Linked DNA regions of Lactuca sativa: all the other regions are linked to region 1. Evidence: chromatin contacts called from public Hi-C data. All regions are on one chromosome and are shown on one strand. The core of a region is the stretch at or near the end of the contact, and the rest is flanking DNA. Distances in the headings are between cores, read along the strand shown. Region 1 holds the start of LOC111880631 (F-box protein At5g46170). Region 2 holds the start of LOC111880692. Region 3 holds the start of LOC111880813 (transcription factor TCP2).

Region 1 (4,113 bases), core at 999-3,498:
AAAAAACAATATCAAATGAGAATCTTTGTAAAAGAAGCAAAGATATATTAACTATAAAGAAAAAACACCATATAAGGAATAAAAATGAGCCATCTTTAACAAATTAAAGATTCCGTATTCTGCTTACTTTACTTGATGTCTTTTGGTAGAAGTTGTAACTGATATAGAAAAGAAAAATATGACCTTTCTTATGTATAAAGAGTCACATGACATTCATGATTAAAGAAAGCGATGTGTGGATTAAAAAGAGTTGCTTGTAACATAACTTATGAATGCCTTGAGAGAGCAAACATCTAACGTCAATGGCCGAATTAAATTCTTAAAATATTATAATACTGAAACACTTTAACATAGTGTCGATTTTTTGTTTTGGAAATTTCAATGCCTGTATACAAATTCCTATCTAATAGCAATATTTCAGCTCTTAAATGTACAATTTTGTCAACAACCAAAAGTGTTCTGATCAAAATGGATGAACATCAATGAAGATTCTATATAATTTACCTAAGCATAATTGCAACATTAAACAGTTAATCAATCAAGTTTTATAATATATATAAGTCCTTAATTTCAATGATTCTTGGTAGCAGGAGATCAGAAACAAAATTACAATCAAGAAAGCAGTTTCATGAGATTGAATTCAAGAAAAAAAGTGAAGATGATTAGAGTTCTTACATCAAAAGGAATTCATCTCAAGGCAATAAGTCCTCCTTTTGACCAACATTCTTGCAGCAGTTCCAAAAGGCTCCTCGAATGCAGATGAAACCCACAATCCATCAGAAAAATCCTTTTGAACAGATTGTTCACTTGGCCTAGTCGCAACTAATGTAGCCCCTTTGAGCACAGTTCCATCTGGTAACTCCAAAAATGGCGCATACCAGAGCCGCATATTCAAAGCTGGAACAAGGGTTCTCTTTGAAGCTGAAGAAGCTGACAATGGCTTCACTCTTAATTCTTCCAATTGTTCCCTGTTCATACATAACACCCCTTGTCCATCAGCATCGGTTAAAACCAGTGAATCTAATGTCTTATGCTCGGAAATGATCGGTTGAAGCAAATAATGTCTTGCAGATGCTGCAATCAACGAGCTTATGGTCCATACGACGCGTAATTTCAGACCACCGTTGGTGTAGAAGGATTCCGGTATACTGCCATTATCTTCGTGGAGGTTGTTGTTTCCATTAACGCACATTGTGTCGTAATTGGATTGATTGGGGGAAGAATTTGCAGGGCGAATCACAGAGGATGCGCCAAGCATCACGCAATTATCTAACGTTGATCCAAAATCTGCTCTCCATCTCAACAGAACATCATCTTCGATACCCAATTCACCGCTGGGGAGTTCAATTTTGAGATATCGAATCTCGTTGAAGTTTTTGAGGACTTGAGTTGGAGAATGATGAGTAACTCCACCGCCTTGTTCGATATCGTCGTCACCGTCGACATTCCCGACGGACAAAGAAGACGATGAGGAAGAAGAAGGGGAGGATAACGACGAGTACGAAGATCGTTTTGGACCGAAGAACTGGCCAAGCGCTTGGATTGGCTTCACGATGCCGCCGAAGACGATGCGGAAAAGACTAGAAATTGGTCCACGAGATTTGTCGGAGGAGCCGGAGGCGGAAGAAGAATCATCGTCGGAGATAACGCAATCGACTCGAACAACGACGTTTTCGACCTGAGGAACAAGGGAATGGAATCTTTTCGAAACGGCGCAACAACGGCCCAACGCCTTGACATCGCCGATCCTATTGAAGATCAAGAGAAGAAGAGAGTCCGGCAGCTGATCAAACCGGTCGACGCCTTCATCCTCCGCGGCCACCGACAAGAAACTGCATGGTGGTTCTGGGTAGATTCTTGTGGTCAGATCTGGGAGGAGAGAAGACATCATACCTGATTACAACAACAAGAAGCAGGAGAATCAAACAAAGGATCTTGATTTGAAGAACCCAATTACAATTATTAACAGATCGAGCAATAGAAACGTGAAACCGAACCAATTGGATTGAAAGACGAAACAGAAAGGAATCAAATATTGGGATCTAAAGGGGGTTATGGCGATTTGAGAAAACAAAGGCGAAGAATGGTGGATTTGGTGGAGAGAAGGAAGGGAAATGGGGGAGGATATGGTGGCGTTGAGGGATAGAGAAGTGTGTGTTGGAAAATGGGTCAAAGACACACATAGAGTGCTTTGAGTTCACTATTTTCAACAAATTTATTTTCGTGTTTTCTTTCTGTTCGTTATACTTAATACATATTCATGGTTTTGATGATATATCCATTCTACCATATTAATTTTAGAGGGACAAATTACATAAATAGTCTATCGAGTTGGTAAAACAAATATCACTCATAATTGTTATCGATATGGAGAGTAAATGCATCATTTTCAACCCACCCAATACTCAACCTATTGTTTAATTGTTATACCATTTTTACTTTTATTTATCTATTTTATTTTTTACCATTCAAACACAAGAAAATAATCTTTTTTTCCGAACCATTCTAACACATTTGTTATAGCATTATTTTTAATTTAACTAAAATAAAATAAAACATAACATTTTTAAAAATTTTGTATTCTTGAAAAATAAATTTTAATTAAAAAACTACATTACAATAACATTAAACAAATCCTAAAACAAAAACCGAAATACCTAAAAAACAATACAAACTAAAAAAATACTTAGAATCTAAAAAATGAAAAGTTATTTTTTTAAAATATTTACGCCTTCTTGTAACGAAAATCATTTATGTTATGGTGTTCGTGATATATATATATATATATATATATATATATATATATATATATATATATATATATATATATATATATATACATTTAAAACTTCTTCGATAGAAACTCCGGACTCCCTGACATTCATCTGATGGGTGAAAAACAATATTAAACTCTTTCGTTTTCTTGCTATATATTTTTTATTTGTAAGCAATTTGATGTGTTGAACGATCTTAACCTAATACTACTTAAAATGATATGTAACTACTCATAAAAAATATGAAGATTTATATTGAGTAACCTGTTTTTTTTTTTTCAAAAATATTAGTGTATGATCTGACCAACATCATTTCTTCAATGTCATACCATTTTCTGAATACAACTAAAAAATGAATGACAACTATTTTCAAATTTTGAATTGAAATGTATAGAAAGTAAAGTAAAATGGAATGAAATTGAAAGAAGGGAAAATGTGGTTTTAAAATGGTAGAAGAAAGTTTTTATAATAGGAAATTTTATTAATTAAAAATAATAGAACAAACAAAATCGTTTAAAATTTTGGTCGTTGGGAAGCATCACGGGTTCATTATGCAACCCTTCGTCTAGTCCTATATGCGCCAAGGATTCGTCTTACCAGCAGTACCGCCAGTACCACCAACTCATAATCATCAACCCGCCACTACTTCATGCACCCTTACATGGATGAAAAAAATAAATTAAATACTTATAGGACAAATAGTTTGCCCTCTTCTATTTATTTATTTATTATTTTTCATTTTCTTAAAGGTTCTTTATCATGACATTATAAAAGGAAGATCATCATCATCATCTCTCTCTCTCCTAAAAACACCATCAGAGCTCCACATCCATCTATTTCCACTCCAGAAACGCCTTCTTCACCTCCTCATGCCACTCTGACGCATTCAACTGCTTTTTCTTCTTTTTCCTCTTCCCCAATCACCACACTTTCCTTTATACACTCTCTATCACATCGTAAAACACATCAACCGTCATCCAACATCCTTACCCTTTCTTTTCATCCATGTTTTCTATATCTCTCGTAACTCTGATAGCAACTCCATCTCACTTATTTTCAGTACCCCTAACCCTGCCGAAGTAAATTGAAAAACTCCAATCGAAAATTAGGTTTAGGTTTGTAACATGAGAATGACTTTATCAGTATACAATTCTGATTTTTGCATCGATAAGGTTGTCGTGTATGTTTGTAAGAGAGGGATCCTAGTAATGTGGTTGTGTTAGGTCGATGAAGATGAAGACAATTGATGAATCCATATCTCGGTGTTGTGTTCATGTTGTTCTCCTTATATATATATATATATATATATATATATATATATATATATATATATATATAT
Region 2 (4,113 bases), core at 719-3,218, 210 kb after region 1:
TATGGATTATGTGATTATGTAGATTGTGTGGGGTATGCTTTGGGGAACTCACTAAACATTAGCTTACAATTTGTTGATTTGTTTCAGGTACTTCTGAGCCTAAGGGCAAGGGCAAGGCTTGATGGCGCGGCATGCACTCTCTCTCAGGCGTTTTTGTGGGACACTCTGATGTTTGGAATAATATTGTTGATGTTATGAATTTGAAAAAAAAAAATGTACTAAAAATGAAAATTTTCTTTTGAAAATAGGGTCGTTACAACTTCATCGTTATGGAGCTTTTTATATGCGGGGTTGTTGAAACCACAAGAAATCGGGTTATTGGATCTAGACAATCGAAGCAAAAGATTTAAAAGCCATAACAACAATAGTAACAATACTAGTAGTAGTATGAACATCACCATTGACCAAAATCAGAGTCAAACTCAAAACCAGATACACCAGAAGAACACGAAGAAGAAACAAAGATCGTTTTTTAGTGGGTGTAAACGCTCTGCAGATTCAATCTAAAGTACAGTACTGAAGAAGATTATGAAAAAAATAAGAAAAGATTATCCAGTTACAAAATTTGAAAGTGTCAGAAGTGTTGGAAGAAAGAAAGATCATCGTAGAATGAAAACGAGTGGCGTCATGTCATCGGACATTTGAATGGTTAAAGCAACTTTCGTTTGTAATAATTGAGATGATTATGGTTAAGCATACTTGTAAGTTGTAATGATTCTTTAATCGACAACTTTTTGGATAGATTACTTTAACTTTTTATTCGGGGGATACTTTTTTGAGTTGTTTTTATTTTGATTCGGGGGTATTGAGGTTTATGTAATCTAGAAATATGACTCACTATGTTCTAGAAATGAGAAATCATTGTAACTTGGATTGAAAGAGGATAAAAAGATAAATTTGAAGAAATAGATATATACGGTTGGGTATTTTTTTGCATTTTAATGGTGAATTATACTTTTTACATTTCAATACGAGGAAGAAGATAATAAACATTTGGGGGATGGCGTCGTTACGAGAGAGAGAGAGAGAGAGAGAGAGAGAGAGAGAGAGAGAGAGAGAGAGAGAGAGAGAGAGAGAGAGATGTCCTCTTTTTTATTTATTTTACAATTAATATTTAAATAAGAGATTTTTTTAAGAAAATAGAAAAAAAAAATTAAAATGACATATTAGTCTTTTTAAGTTTAACAGAGACCAATTCCATATAAAAACATAGTCAAAAAGGACCACCAATAAAAAAAAATGAAGGTTTTGGCCAAAACTCAAAAAACCATTTTCATAGTTTTGTCTTAGGTACTATTTGTTTTTTGAAAAAAAAAACCTCTTCTGACATCTTATTGTTGCATGACGCAGCACACGCGCATCACTTTTCATCTAGCAGCTGTTTGTTTTTCAGAAGTTTTTGGAGTAAAAAACATTTGTGCGTGTTCTTCTTGGCGCAACACTTGTTTTGCCTCTTCCTACCCTTTTCAACCTCTTCTTCTTCTTTTTTTCTTGCTAAAATATTGATTATATATTGCTGAAATCTTATTTCATATATTTTTTTTTGTTTATTTTTGTTGAATATTTTTTTTATATTGAATAATAATAATTTGTTGATGAAATATCATTATTTTATGTAAAAATATCTTTATTTTTTGTTAAAATATTATTATTTTTTGCTGAAATATCATAAATTCTTGCCGAAATGTCATACATTATTAAATTTTCGATATTATAAAACTATTTTCGGATTATAAAATCAATTTATTTTAATTTTTTAATATCTGCAGCATGTAGATGTTAAAAAAAAAACAAATACACTTCTTATTACAGTCTGCAACCGTTTTGTCAACCTATTCTACTGCAGAAGATTGCAAAGGTGCCTCAGATTTTATAGATTTTTGCTTAAAAAAACAAACAATATCTTAGTTGTAATGTTGTTAGGGGAGCTGAAATGAAGTTTGACGAATAGGAAGGATCATTTTTGTAAGTTTGAAACCTAGAAGACGATCCTGATCGACTTCCCCAAATTGCCTATTGGCTGCTTACATAAGCAATTTCAGTGTTTCGATTAAGCGAATTAAATGTGAAATCGGCAAAGTTCGTCAGAGTATCGGTGGAATTGAAGAAAAGCATTTTCGTTCTTCTACCCTGATTCAATTAATTTGGCTTAAGGTGATACGCTCTTCTCTATTCACATCCTCATGTCTTCGTAATCTATTTCTTCGTGCTATTACTAGTTTTCCGAAAGAATACTTCCTTTCGATTTGCATACGAATCTCTAATAGAATAATTATTTTCACTTCCCGAAAGTGATGCCATAATCTATCGCATCCTCTTACATGGAATTTGCAGAAGCACGATAGGTGTTCGACGATATGCCTTAGTGAATAAAAATGGATTTTTGTTGTATGGTTTCTTTTCTTGTTCATTGCTTGATTGAATTCATTCAGTGAGAGGTTTCAGTCACTTTTCAGAATGGAGAATACAAATGAATCAGTAGAAGGAGAACGAGAAGGAGAAGCATGTTTTGAGGGCAAATCGGACATTTCACAAGTGAAGAAACTGTTGTTTAGGCGAATGTTGGTAGGGGTAAGCGATGGGAGATTCTTCATGGGAGCATTTTACTGTATGGATAAACAAGGAAACATAATTCTTCAAGATGCTGTGGAATATCGAAGCACCAGAAGATCATCTCCTTCCCCCATGGAACAGAGAGGCCTAGGGTTGATATTAATCCCTTCATCTTGCAGAATCTCATGTCATGTTGATTGCTCCATTGATGAACACCTCTCACTCCTCTCCCTTCAAGCTCAAAAGTAAATTCTTCATTCATACTTTGTAGAATGCTATTTTCAATGAATCAATTCAAATCTCTCACATGTTTGGTTCATGGTATTAAATGAATTGTAATTCAGTTTCTGTAGTTGATTTTAATATATGATGACGTATTTCAATATTTTTGGTGTTATAACAATCGAATTATAAATTTAAAGAAATAGAATGGAATCAAAATACATTGCTATTATAAATACAATTTATCAAAATCTGTCTCTATAGGCAGTTCCATAAACAATCAAGTAAGGTACAATCTTGACCACAGTATCGATTGGTATTGCAAAGTTGACACCAGATGACATTCCTGACCCTACAACAATTTATAAAAATAATAATAAAAACAATTATTTAAAATGAAATAAATAAAATTACAAACTTTTTTTAACTTGTATGATATAACTTTATACCTTTTCTAGTAAAAGTTGAAGTATTGACACCGATAACATGGCCATGAGAATCAAGCAATGGCCCACCTGAATTTCCTGCATAATAAAATTAAACAAAAAGTTTCACATAATATTTGCAATTTTGTATTAAAATTATTGATCTAAATTTGAATTTATTACCTGAATTAATAGCTGCATCTGTTTGAATTGCACCTCTAATGGCACCTCCATTTGGTGAAGGTATCTCTCTTCCCAACCCACTCACTACCTGATATACACAGTTTTATAAAATTAAATCGATTTTTTAAGAATATATAATATTAAATTACAATATATATTAAAATATAAGAAAACGTTTTACTCCAGTGGTTAATGTATTCTCATATCCATAAGGATTCCCAATAGCATAACAACTTTGTCCCACATTTAGTTTTTGAGCACTTCCAATATCAACTGGTTTTACTTCAATCCCTTCAATATCAACCTAAAAATATAAATATGAAAAAATATATATATGATCAAATGAGTAAAAAAAAAAGTAACAGAAAATAAAATTGTGGACACCTTTAGAACAGCTAAATCACAAGATGGATCAACACCAACAATCTTTCCATCTCTAGATAAGTTGTTGCCATTTTTGTCAACTAAGAATATCTGTATTAATGAAACATGTGGAAAGTGAAATAAAATAAAGAATTGAAAGAATTGAAAGAAAGTGTGATTTATTTATTAATGGTTGGGAATAGTATGAGAACCTTACAACGTTGTCTACCATTTTGATCTGTAGCTAACTTTTCAACAACATGATAATTTGTCACCTGACATATATTTAAATGTTACATGAAAGAAATAGCAATGTGTTTTCTTTGATTATTATTATTATTATTTTGTAAAAATATGATTGAAAATT
Region 3 (4,113 bases), core at 867-3,366, 140 kb before region 1:
TATATATATATATATATATATATATATATAAACAAAATCGTATATTTCAATTGTTAATTGTGTTTAGTGTTTACAGTTTTAAAAACATTATATAAATTATTTGGTTGCAATAGCCAATAGTTATTACTACGTTAAAGCACAAACTAAAAACGTTACTTCAATCGATTTTTTTGTATATTAAAAAAACTGTGTAGCTAATTTCTTTACTAAATGTCAAAATTACTCGATATATTTGCTTCTTTTAAAATCTTCCAGTAGAAAACTAAAAGACGTCGGTATATACCATTACCAACTTATACCAACCACACTTGTTAGTAGTCAAATATATCGGTATCAAATATATACTCGGTACGGTACCAGTATCAAATTTTTTATACAAATTATAACTGAAATGGTACACGGTTTAAAGAAAAATAAATTAGTACCGTATCAATTCTACCCCTAAAAAACTCTACTCATAATAGTTATCTTCAAAAAAATGTTTATTAGTTCGAAATTCCCCGTACCCGTCAATGGTTTTACTTCCTATTACTTATTTGAAATCTTGTTGCTAAATATTCTTATCAATTTTTAAACAAAATCTATTCATTTTCAATACAGAATTTGAAGTTTTTCTTTGAAATTTTTTAAGAAATTATTTTCAAGGATTGGTAACATTCAATATAAAACCGTCATGCTTCCATGAACATACAAAACCTAGTTCAAACTATTATCAAGGGCGGACCTAGGGGTGGTCCACGATGGCACCGACAACCCCTAACTTTTTCGGCCGTAGTGATAAATTTTTCTAAAATTTTTGAAAATTTTATTTTTTCTACTACCGTGCAACCCCTAACTCTTCCGTGCAACCCCTACTATAAAATCCTAAGTCCGCCCCTGACTATTAGATAGCAATAGATGTTTTAAAACACAAAACAAAATATTGTACAAACAACCCAACAACAACAAATCCAAAAAAATTCAAGGAGGACTGTCCTCACCTCTTTTTAGACCTTTAGCATCTTGACTCTTCACATTTTTTCCTTCCATATCCTCATCATCCTTCTCTTTTTGGACCTTCAACATTTTGACCCTTCACGTTTTTCCTCCCATATTCTTGTTATCCTTCTCGTCAACCTCTCTTTCATCTCTCAAGTTCTCTAATGTCTGCTCTCATTTGATCTTGTCCAAGAATCAACCTTGTTCTCATGAACATCATCCACCATCTTCAGCATGGCCTCCAAAATAAAAATCGCAATAAACTTCATTGATTTATTCTCATGTGTTGTTGTACGAAAATACAATCGAATAAAGGTTATAATGAATGAACAACTTCTTGAAAGAAGTCATAAACCATATTGTAAATACTATTCAAGTATCTAAATATATAATCTTCAAACATTTATTTGGATAGAAATACATTTTTGGGTATTGTTGAATAAAACAAAACTACTGGCAACATACAAGGTTGCTTGGGCATCCTTAGAAATCTTCATTTGGTAGACACGATTGAATGTGTCATATATAAATATACCTTATGAAAAGGGGGTGTTTGGCTAAGGTTTTTAAAACAACTTAGGGTTCCACACTACTATAAGTTAAAAAAGTGTTTGGATGAAAGTAATTTATCCGATGAGGAACCTCTAATAAATTATTTTTTCATAAGTTACCCTACACTTATTTATTAACTTATAAGTTAGTAAGTTATAAGTTATAAGCTAATAAGCAATGTCAAACACCCCTAAATTATCCATAAAAGTTTATTAGTGATATTTTATGTCTAAAAAAACGTTTTAGCGGGTCATTAGGCTCATATTCATATTTATGGTCATTTTTTCAATTTCGAAAAAATGTTTTTGTGTTAACATTCTATGTCTAAATATGGTGCTTTTAATAAATAAATCAAAATTAAAAAGATTGAAAGGTATGTTTAAACAAGCATACCCAAAATGATTTGGATTATACATGTTTAACCCTTTCCTTAAAGTACTTCATCAAGGTTTTCCTGTACGAAGATATATATAAAAAACAAGAACTTTTAATTAAGTATTTCAACAATAAAAAAAGATTAAAACCCACAAGTGCTTACAATTATTGCTTTAAAAATCTTTAATTTTTTTGGTTTTAACTGTTTCAATGCGTATGTTCTCTCTCTCTTTCTTTCTCTGATGAAATTTACAGGCTTTGCTTTTCTGAATGACACTGCAAAAAGATAAGTTTCAAACGGAGCTTCCCTTCTGACATTTCCATCCTGCAAGACCTTATGAACATGATACATCAAACCCACAAAATATATACATACACACATTTGTATCTATATGTTTTACACACACTAGTGTGTGTATTGTTTCTGTAATGTTATCAGTCATCAATGCAAAGGACACCAACTAATACAGTAGCCCTTTCAAACGCACCTGCTCACTCACATGTACTCTAAAATTACTTTTCTCTCTTTCTCTCTCTAGATTTAGGCCGTAACTTTCTCTCTCTAAAAGGGATAAGACAGAAAGAGAGAGAGAAAAAGAGACGGCGGATCTGGTGGTGGTGTTGGTGGAAACAAGGGATGATTGAAGAAGGGTATGGAGGTGGATGAAATTGAACGACAGGTGAGTAAGTTTCAAAGGATTGGTTCTAATGGTGATAATTCTTCAAATCCTCATAAAATAGCAACTCTGAGAGGGAATTTGGATTTACGAAACCATGAGCATCGGTTTCCCGATGAGAATGGTGGCGTTGGCGGGAGGCTTTGTGGGTGGCCGGCGTCTCGAATCGTTAGGGTTTCTAGGGCTTCGGGTGGGAAGGATAGACATAGTAAGGTTTTGACATCGAAAGGGTTGAGAGACCGCCGTGTACGGCTGTCGGTAACGACAGCCATCCAGTTTTACGATCTACAGGACCGATTAGGTTATGATCAGCCGAGTAAAGCGGTGGAGTGGTTGATTAAGGCGGCGTCGGGTTCTATCGCTGAGCTTCCATCTCTTGATCCGTCGTTTACCGGTGCCGACGGCCATAACCAGCACCACCACAACGACCATAACAACCAGCATCAGAAGCAGCTGAGCGACGAGAAGAAATCCACGGGACACGACGCCGAATTTGAAGATCCGAACTACCAGAACCACCACGAGCAGAATAACAATAATAATAATAATAACAATGTTTCGTTATCGAAATCGTCGGCTTGTAGTAGCACATCGGAGACCAGTAAAGGTTCTGGACTTTCGTTATCTCGATCTGAAAATCGGGTCAGAGCTCGAGAACGAGCTCGAGAAATGGCGGCGAAGAAGGAAAAGGAAAAGGACACTGATCCCGTTAGGGCTTCTGTTGTGACTCAAGTTAACGGTATTGCTCATAACTCATCGTTTACGGATCTCCTCACCGGCGGGATTAACAGCAACACCGTTAGTCCGAACCCAGCGGCGACTCCCGAATCCAGAATGCAGTGGACAACTCCAATGGATTACTTCTTCAACCGTCCACCACAGTCTTCACCCCAAATAATCCAAATGCCACAGTTCAACATCGCCGCCGTAGACAACCACCCGCAGCAGCACCATTTCTCTTTCCTTCAAGAAAATTTTGCTCCGGTTGTGACGACTAGTGGCGGCGACGGTGGCGGAGAAAGCTATAACTTAAATTTCTCCATTGCAGCATCGTCTTCCGGCGGCGGTATTGCTCCGGGTTTCAATAGGGGGACCCTTCAGTCCAATTTATTATCTATTTTGCCTCATCACCACCACCACTTTCAGAGGTTTCAGTCGCCATCTATGGTGGATGGATCCACATCTACAAACTTCCCGTTCTTTATAGCTCCAACCATCGGCTCCGGAGCTCCTGAACATTTCCCGGCAACAGGGTATGACTCCCAACGCCGACAACTATACGGTGGAGCAGATGGTGGAGCTCGTCACTCTGATCATCACAAGGAAAAGTCAAAGAACTAAGTCTTCTCCATCTCTGGTAATTCCCTTTTAATTTTCTGAAGTTCTTGCAGTATTTTCCATTATTAAACATCTCTTTTTTCATCAAAAATCAATATTCTTCATTGCTTATATTAATTCCAAGATCAAGACTATCACTTTCCTAATGCGAAATGCTACCAGTTATATTAATTTCGTGACATCTCCATGAACT

The links. Hi-C and Micro-C count contacts between places; a contact is called where the count stands out from the background.
Region 2: a contact with region 1 is called in a Hi-C map of leaf, with 7 times the contacts expected there. The contact joins the promoter of LOC111880692 here to the promoter of LOC111880631 in region 1. A contact is called at or near these places in 3 of 4 Hi-C or Micro-C datasets (leaf and seed).
Region 3: a contact with region 1 is called in a Hi-C map of leaf, with 5 times the contacts expected there. The contact joins the promoter of LOC111880813 here to the promoter of LOC111880631 in region 1. A contact is called at or near these places in 2 of 4 Hi-C or Micro-C datasets (both in leaf).

What each region holds. Positions count from the first base shown.
Region 1 is chr7:38,755,549-38,759,661 of Lsat_Salinas_v11, reverse strand. It overlaps LOC111880631 (F-box protein At5g46170), which reads right to left and starts at 2,248. Exons shown (of 3, transcript XM_042896236.2): 1 at 1,998-2,248; 2 at 676-1,893. The coding sequence starts at 1,891. The coding sequence ends at 677.
Region 2 is chr7:38,549,198-38,553,310 of Lsat_Salinas_v11, reverse strand. It overlaps LOC111880692, which reads left to right and starts at 1,968. Exons shown (of 2, transcript XM_023877112.3): 1 at 1,968-2,154; 2 at 2,433-2,938. The coding sequence starts at 2,458. The coding sequence ends at 2,802. It overlaps LOC111880691 (protease Do-like 5, chloroplastic), which reads right to left. Exons shown (of 8, transcript XM_023877109.2): 3 at 3,959-4,021; 4 at 3,768-3,857; 5 at 3,565-3,687; 6 at 3,384-3,471; 7 at 3,225-3,299; 8 at 2,984-3,127. The coding sequence ends at 3,021.
Region 3 is chr7:38,897,208-38,901,320 of Lsat_Salinas_v11, reverse strand. It overlaps LOC111880813 (transcription factor TCP2), which reads left to right and starts at 2,116. Exons shown (of 2, transcript XM_023877230.3): 1 at 2,116-3,939. The coding sequence starts at 2,559. The coding sequence ends at 3,923.